3 separate regions of the Sus scrofa genome follow, and regions 2 and 3 are each linked to region 1. A link is a contact called in public Hi-C and promoter capture Hi-C data. All regions are on one chromosome and are shown on one strand. Each heading gives the region's core, a stretch centred on a gene start, on an enhancer-like site or on the middle of the called end of the contact. The rest is flanking DNA. Distances are from core to core; before and after follow the strand shown.

Region 1 (2,611 bases), core at 43-2,542:
TACCCGAATGGGGTTTGCCTCTTGGTGGGTGTCAGCCAAAAGACACAGCCAAGCCAAATATGCAGATAAGGAAACAAGTAAACAGAATACCAGGGATCTTTCCCAAGCAGTATCTCTCCCAATGGCAAAATGGGGGAATTTTTTTTTTTTTTTTTTTTTTTGTCTTTTTAGGGCCGCACCCACAGCATATGGAGGTTCCCAAGCTAGGTGTCCAGTCGGAGCTGTAGCCGCAGGCCTACGCCACAGCCACAGCCACAGCAAGGCAGGATCCAAGCCGAGTTTGCGACCTACACCATGGCTCATGGCAACGCTGGATCCTCAACCCACTGAGCAAGGCCAGGGATCAAACCCACAACCTCATGGTTCCTAGTCGGATTTGTTTCCGCTGCACCATGAAGGGAACTCCAAAATAGGGGAATTTTTAAGCTATGGGTACATGCATATCAGGAAGGGGCTTGGGCTGAGAACTCAGGAAAGAAATGGGGTAAATGTAAACAGAGTCCAAGCTTTAGTTGAGTAAAGTCTGGAGGGTCAGCGTCATCATGCCATCCCCCACCTGGATGGGGGCCTTAGTTCCTGCAGAACATAAAGGGTATGGGATTGTCAATATATCTGGAACTGGACGGTTTTATTGCTGACCTCCTGTTTCTTGACCGCTTTTCATTTGTTCCTGCATTCTCTTATTTTCCTTACTATCCATAGTTACTGAGACCTATGCAAGGGCTTAGCAGCTTACATCACAAAGGGGCTTAGGCCAAAAATGCCTTCTTTTATTTCAAGAAAGCCGTGCCTGGTTCTCTTTCTCCAGGGGCTCCCTACCTTATCTGCTTACCACGCTTTCACACACTGACATACTTCTAGTACCCAAGACTTTAGAGTGAGGAGACAGAACCAATGTCCCATCCACCCGCTCCCCCGCATCGCCCCAACAGACACATAATCCACAGATCCGGAAGGGAGCCTCGCACTCTTGTGCGTCACCCAAGGTCCCACCTTCTGCCGCCAAGAGGGTTCAGCCCCTCCTGGCCACCAGCCAGGCAGGAAGGCTGAGCACGCTCGCCCTCAGACCTCAGCTACCGCCCAGCTCCGCCCAGAGCCCCGGGAGGGGCCGGCCCTCCCTCCGCTGCGCCGGACAGTCGTGGGAGCTGGAACCCGGGCGGCGCCGTGCGGAGGGGCAGACCCCAAACTTTCCTGAGACTCAAAAGCGGCCTGCGGCGCGAAGAGGCTCCGCCCCTGTCCTGCCACCCGGCGCCTTGGGAAGCGCGTCCCGCTGGCTGCGCTGCCCGCCGCCATGGCCAAGCCCCTGACAGACCAGGAGAAGCGGCGGCAGATCAGCATCCGCGGCATCGTGGGCGTGGAGAACGTGGCCGAGCTGAAGAAGGGCTTCAACCGACACCTGCATTTCACACTGGTCAAGGACCGTAATGTGGCCACCCCTCGCGACTACTTCTTCGCGCTGGCGCACACAGTGCGCGACCACCTGGTGGGGCGCTGGATCCGCACGCAGCAGTACTACTATGAGAAGTGCCCCAAGGTACGAGCCCGGCGCCGCGCGGTGGTTTCCTTGCCGCCCATGCACCGGTCGCACCCTTCCGGGGCCGCGCACTCCAGCAGCCGGCTGTCCTGGCGGCGTCCGGGGCCGTTGGGAGGAGCCCTCGCTGTGACCTCTCCTAACCCGGCTCTCGCTGCCCGGGAAGTCCAGGGCAGTGTCTGGGCGGCGGCTGGGCAGCCCGGGGGACAGATCCGGCACTCCGCTAACACCCCACCCCGAGCGTCATCTCACCCAAACCACAGCTCTGCCCGCCCCCAGGGACCGTCCCGAGTAGATGGCTAGGCCTCCCTCGCCTCTCTGCTTAAATTCATTAACTTTTTTGGTGCATCTACTCTTAAGGTTTTAATCCAGAGGTAGCTGGCGTCTCCTGGGTGCCAGGCACAGGCCCCAGATAGTAGGCCCTGAACAAAGCGGTTAATGCCTTGCCTCGGGGAAGCTCAATGTTTAGGGAGGAGAGACGAATGCAAAGATCGTCAAAGGGCAGTAGGAGCTGAGGGGGCAGGTGGGCCAGAGTTGGAGGAAGGTGCTTTGAGGACTAGGTGGCCTGCTGTAGGCACTGCCTGGGTGTGGTGGAGAGGGAGGATAGAGTTCTCCCCCATCAGAGCTCTGTCCCCACCCCTCCCCTGCTTTCCCCAGTTCCTGGGAGTCGGGCGTGGAGGACTTGGCAGCCCTTTTGTTGTTGTTTTTTGTTTTGTTTGTTTGCTTGTTTGACCGCCTCACTCGGCATGTGAAAGTTCCCAGGCCAGGGATTCATTCGGTGGCACCACAGCAGCGACCAAGCCAATGCAGTGACAACGCCATATCCCGCTGCGCCACAGAAGAACTACCTCCTGGACTGACTTGAGTCCTGCGGGGTGGAGGTGCAGGGCCAGGCTACAGACTTGCTGTAACAGGCTGTTCACAGACCACCCCTACCCACTGCGCAGGGGCTGGAGTGGACGCTGCCTCATCACGGAGGAACACTCTACCTGGCCGATCTGGGAAGGGGAAAATTGAAGAGGACTTGGCAACCAGAGGGATTGTGTTGTGCAGAGACAGGGTGAGAGAGCAGCGCTGGCA
Region 2 (2,611 bases), core at 77-2,576, 1.2 Mb after region 1:
AAAACAAAACGAAAAATCCAGAACGAATTGCTTATTTAGTTGTATACGTGTCACTGAGTGGCAGAAGTTGAATCTGGAAGAAAGGGCTCTTAAAAAAAAAGAGAGAGAGAGAGAGAGACAAAATGAAAGGAAGGGTTCAGGTAATAATACTATTTTCCTCACTACATTTGTTTTGAGAGCAGGATCAAGCCATATCTGGTTTTTCAGTCTCTGACTTGATTCCTTCATTATGTAAAAAAGTTCCCAATTTGGATGGGGAATTTCATAATCCTGAAATAACGTACCTTTAAGAGGTGTAGTGTTTCAGTTCTAATGTAAGAATTCATGCATAAAAGTTTCCTATATTTTGCACCCTGTGGTACATTTTATATTTCTAGTTAAAGCTCTTATTTTAGATTCATACTTAATTTTTCGTTTATTTACAGACATTATAAATGACCACGTGGATTTTAGAGACTTTTTCGGCAGATTATTAGAAGGCGTGTGATTCTTGCTAGTTATTTTGTTACCAGATCATTTGGTCAAAGCAACATACATTGGATATTTACTTGTTTCTTAACTTTAAACTTAACTAACTACACTGAAATATTAAACATCCTAAGTCTCATGTCATTTTTCTGGAATGGTGTGTGTCAATTAAAAATAAGTTTGAAAACGTATTCTGTTTAAAAACAGGAACTCCTACCGTTGACTCCTAGTTATTACAGTTGATTTTAAGTTTTTTTGCTATTTTATCCCAGTAGGGGTCAGTGTAGAGTTGAGGCAAACGTCCTTTTTCCTTTACGAGTTTAAGACTTTAATTTAAAAAAATGTGAAGGATTCTGAAGAGGAAAATAGCAGAATACTGAGATCAATTATTTGAGGGTTCAAAAGAAAAATTTATTCCAAAAGAGACGGGGTCTCGCTATGTTGCCCAGGCTGGAGTACAGTGGCTATTCACAGGCGCGATCCCACTACTGATCAGCACGGGAGTTTTGACCTGCTCCGTTTCCGACCTGGGCCGGTTCACCCCTCCTTAGGCAACCTGGTGGTCCCCCGCTCCCGGAGGGTCACCATATTGATGCCGAACTTAGTGCGGACACCCGATCGGCATAGCGCACTGCAGCCCAGAACTCCTGGGCTCAAGCGATCCTCCAGCCTCAGCCTCCCGAGTAGCTGGGACTACAGGCGCGCGCCACCGCGCCCGGCGGTGGCAGAAGGCGCAAGACAAAACTAGAGGCTGCGGTGTGGTGACGTCATCAGCAGGGCCCGCCCAGACTATTTCCATGCTTCCTCTTCACTCCCACCCCCGAGGAACAGCGTGGCCACACTGCGCACGCGTCACTGGTCCGCACTGCCTTCTGGGTAAACTGTGTCCAAAATTTTGAAGAGCGCATGCGTGCGCTAAGTCTGTCCTTTTGCCTCGTTGCAGCCGAGAGAGCAAGATGGGTCACCAGCAGCTCTACTGGAGCCATCCAAGAAAATTCGGTCAGGGTTCTCGCTCTTGGTGAGAAACAGAATGTCGCTTCAGGGAAGGGTTCCTCTGGGGCGCGACGCTGCTTGAAATAGAATGGCGGAGCCCCGCAGGTTTGCGCGTGGGGGGAGACGGAATCGGAGCTTGATTGCCGCCATTACAGGCCTCTCATGGGTCTTTGGTGACCAGCAGTGTGGGTGGTGGCTCTCTGAGTGCCGAATTGTTTACTTTCTGCGACTTGCGTTAATTTTTTCTATTTGCAGCCGAGTCTGCTCAAACCGGCACGGTCTGATCCGGAAATACGGCCTCAATATGTGCCGCCAGTGCTTCCGCCAGTACGCGAAGGATATTGGCTTCATCAAGGTATGCGTCCGCGGGCCGCATGCTCCTATTTCTGGGAGAGGCCAACAAGGGGTAGTTCCTTGGTGTGGGCTTTCGGCCAATGACGTTTTCTGCGTTTAGTTAGCAGCGCTGTTCTTGGTAGAGGATGACACTGTTCAGGGTTTGTGGCAGCCATGTGAATAGAATGGCGGGGATGCAGTGAAGGCCTTAAAAGAAGTCTTTGTAATCCCATTTTACCATTTTCGCCAGTTCGAGGTGCCGTGTAAAGTGTGTATAAAACTATTTACTTTTATGAAACCATGCTAAAATTCAACATTAGATCTCTAATCCTATCTAGCTATTTTTAAGCAAAGTACATGAGTTGACCACTGTCTTGAAATGTTGAGTTACGAGTTAGCGTCATGTAGGGGAATGAGCTTGAGGTTTGGGGCCATGTATGTTTTTTGAGGATTCAGGCAGGTAGTCATAATGACTTGGGTCACGTGTCTTGAAGCAAAGGTTTTACCTGTGGAAGCTAAATGGCAGTATTGTTGCAAAAATTAATGTATATATGAAGCTCAGAGGTGAAAACATTTCTTATTGGGTCTTTGAGCTGCATCTCTGGCCTTTTGATTCATAGTTAGGCCTCAGTAATTAAGTAGAACCTGCTTCTCTATATGTGCTTGGGAGTTGCCTGGTGGCTCAGTTGCTTAAAGATATCTGGTGGTGTCACTGCTGTGACATAAGTTTGATCCCTGGTTAGAAACTTCACATGCCGAGAGTGCAGCCAAAAAAGTGTTCTTATTTTGGTGAATTACTGTGGGTAATAATTGTTCA
Region 3 (2,611 bases), core at 34-2,533, 1.2 Mb after region 1:
CCATTTTTCCTAGGTGGGGAAAGGGCTGCTGTCAATTTTTCACTGATAGTTAAAGTTTCTGGAAACATGTACTGTTTGTTACTATTTAAGAGTGACTCAATTTGGGCACTCTGTGTGGATGGTCTACAGGTTTTTTTGTGATGCATACCACAGTCTCCAGCATGAAAAATCCTAGGAACTTGAGGAACCAGCACTTTCCAAAATTTTGGAAGACAAGATACAGTCAAATATTGAAGTGTCCAGTCCCAGTTATAATCATCATAAGTACAGAAAGTGTCTGTGCACTCGATCAGCTTCTGATAGGCATCCCGGGTCAAGGCCAGACCCATATTGTGCTCCGTGGATTTCCACGTTTTCACATCTACCTTGTCAGCAACGTCACGGAAACTGCGAACGGTAGTATAGGTCCCCAGGGAGAGAACGTCACACTCAGGACACTCTTGCTGCTTTAAATTCCACATCTTTTTGAAGACATGGTAAAAGTCTGGGGCTACGTAGTGATCCTCCTCTAGGAAAAGTATGAGGCCAGCATAGTCTCGAAGGACTTTGACCCTCTCCCACACGAAATGCAGCTTCCACCACCAGTGGTGTTTGGTTTGGGAGAACTTGGCCTCTCTGTAATGGCCGAAGGAGTCGGGATATTCAGCATTAATGCATCCCATTTTCAAAGCTGCATTCTTCTCCAGGTCTCTAGGGCAATCTCTGGGGTCAGTACCCGGAAACTCGTTAGGGTACAACTGAATGCTGAAAGGAAAGAACACCTGCAGAACCGGACAGAAATCCACCCCAGCGATCAGCTGATTAATCTCAGTCGACCAGAAGTCATGGCTAAAGATGACGAGGACGTTGTCGATTCCCTGGGCTTTCCGAAGTGAGTCCAGGAGCAGTTTGAGGTATTCGGCCCGGTTGTGCACCTGGACCACCAGCACAAGCTCGCGGGGGACCCAGGAGCTGACCTTATCCACATTCCTCAACGTCTGGTCAAAGTTCAGTTGGTACACTAGGGACCGGTACCGCAGCGTCAGGTTGTCCACCTCGGGCTGCGGGGCTGCCGCGACCAGCGGAGCCGCCGAATCGTTGGAGCCCCGGCGGATGCCCACGGATATGGCAGGATGGTCCCCGGCCCGGGCGCCCGCACCCCGCACGGGCTCGGCGTCCAGCAGCGGCGGGGCGAGGGCCTCATTCTTCCTTTGTCGCCCATTGCTGCTCCAGAGGACGAAGCCGCAGGCGGCCACCACGAACGTCAAGATCAGCACCTTCCGCTTGTAGATGCGGAACCTCATGGTCTCCGGGGCCGGGAGCGCGGGCAGGCGCGTAAAGGAGCTAGCGGATCCCGCACGGAAAGGGCGGGCGGGCGGCGGCCGTGGCCTGCAGCGATCGGAATGGGCCTCCGCGGCTGCCCTCGCTAACTCATCCCTGGCCCCGGGGGTCCTGGGGCCCGAAGGCGCTCAGCTCCCCTGTGCCGCCCGGGCTCCACACATCCTCGCCTGGCAGCTGCAGCTCAGGCTGTCCCGCCGCTAGGAGCCGCGACTCAGCGTCGCCTCGGTCCTCTCCATCCGGCACGGGTCCGAGAAGCCCGCCGCGGCCCCACCGCACCCCGGCTCCGTTACCTGCGCTTCCAGCGGCCCTGCGTCCTCTGGGCTTTCATCCTTACGCAGGCACCGGACGTCCCGGACCGAGGGACGCAACCTCGTCCCACTCCCGCGGAGACTGTCCTGACAACCAGCAACTGGCTCGCGGAGCTCCGCGGCCCCCGGGCCCACACCCCTCCGGCCCGCCCCTCGGGCCGTCGGTTGGCGCTTCCCCGACGCGTCGGGAGACGACCGGGCGTCGCTGCCCGCCTCTTATTGGGCCGCGGCGCTGTCGCTCAGGCTCAGTTCCTGCTTCCGTCCCGATCCTCCTTTTCCGGTGAGGCTAGAGCAGAGCGAGACCCGGAACGTGGACATCGGTTTTACTGGTAAGCTACACGCGGAGTGGTAGCGGTCTCGACTGGAGCCCCCGAAGCTCAGGATCCCGGGGTGGCCGGGCGAACCCTGGTAGGAGAGGGAGGGCGAGGCCCGCCGCCTTGGGGGATTTCAAGAACGGGCTTCTCCCTTCCGGGAAGGGGCTCCCGCATGGCGGCTGCCGGGCCGGGAGGCACTTGTTAAGGACACGTCAGCCTTCGGGGCCGCTGAAGGGAGACCGTGTTTCGGAGGGAGAAGTCAAACCACGTTGCTGCGGTCCTCAGAGAAGGGCCGGGCTCGGCCTTGGCACCAGCTACACCGCACCCGGAGCCAGACTGGCTCTCGCGCTCACTCTCCCACTCTTCCGAAGGAGAGTAGATTATCACACGACCACGCTTTAGTTGTTGGGTAACCACGGTAAATTAAGGACCAAAGGAACCCACTTTGGAACTTAGAGTCAGTAGGGGGACCTGACTGTATAGGGCATCCTTATGCTGCTGCTCTGGCCCTTATTTTAGTGAGCCTCATTTTATCACTGCTCCGATGATTAGCCTTCTAAAGAGTTGTGCACATATATATATTTATTCGTGTGGAAAATGCGTATTTGGTGCATTTATACGTTAATGATTTCTGTAATGTTACTATTTCCATATTTACAAAACTTAAAA

What was found. Promoter capture Hi-C pulls out the DNA fragments that hold promoters and counts their contacts. A called contact is a pair of places that touch in the nucleus more often than the background predicts.
Region 2: a contact with region 1 is called in a promoter capture Hi-C map of liver, with 4 times the contacts expected there. The contact joins the promoter of RPS29 here to the promoter of PYGL in region 1. A contact is called at or near these places in 1 of 5 promoter capture datasets (liver), 1 of 47 Hi-C or Micro-C datasets (liver) and 1 of 2 datasets of contacts at active chromatin or transcription factors (alveolar macrophages).
Region 3: a Hi-C map of liver shows a contact between it and region 1, with 7 times the contacts expected there. The contact joins the promoter of MGAT2 here to the promoter of PYGL in region 1. A contact is called at or near these places in 1 of 47 Hi-C or Micro-C datasets (liver) and 1 of 2 datasets of contacts at active chromatin or transcription factors (alveolar macrophages).

Annotation. Positions count from the first base shown.
Region 1 is chr1:180,702,805-180,705,415 of Sscrofa11.1, reverse strand. PYGL (glycogen phosphorylase L) reads left to right here and starts at 1,292. Exons shown (of 21, transcript NM_001123172.1): 1 at 1,292-1,534. The coding sequence starts at 1,292.
Region 2 is chr1:179,455,562-179,458,172 of Sscrofa11.1, reverse strand. RPS29 (40S ribosomal protein S29) reads left to right here and starts at 1,326. Exons shown (of 3, transcript XM_021101317.1): 1 at 1,326-1,486; 2 at 1,717-1,816. The coding sequence starts at 1,425. It also overlaps LOC102723301.
Region 3 is chr1:179,477,136-179,479,746 of Sscrofa11.1, reverse strand. It overlaps MGAT2 (mannosyl (alpha-1,6-)-glycoprotein beta-1,2-N-acetylglucosaminyltransferase), which reads right to left and starts at 1,283. Exons shown (of 1, transcript NM_001128482.1): 1 at 1-1,283. The coding sequence starts at 1,283. RPL36AL (ribosomal protein L36a like) reads left to right here and starts at 1,927. Exons shown (of 2, transcript NM_213917.1): 1 at 1,927-1,957.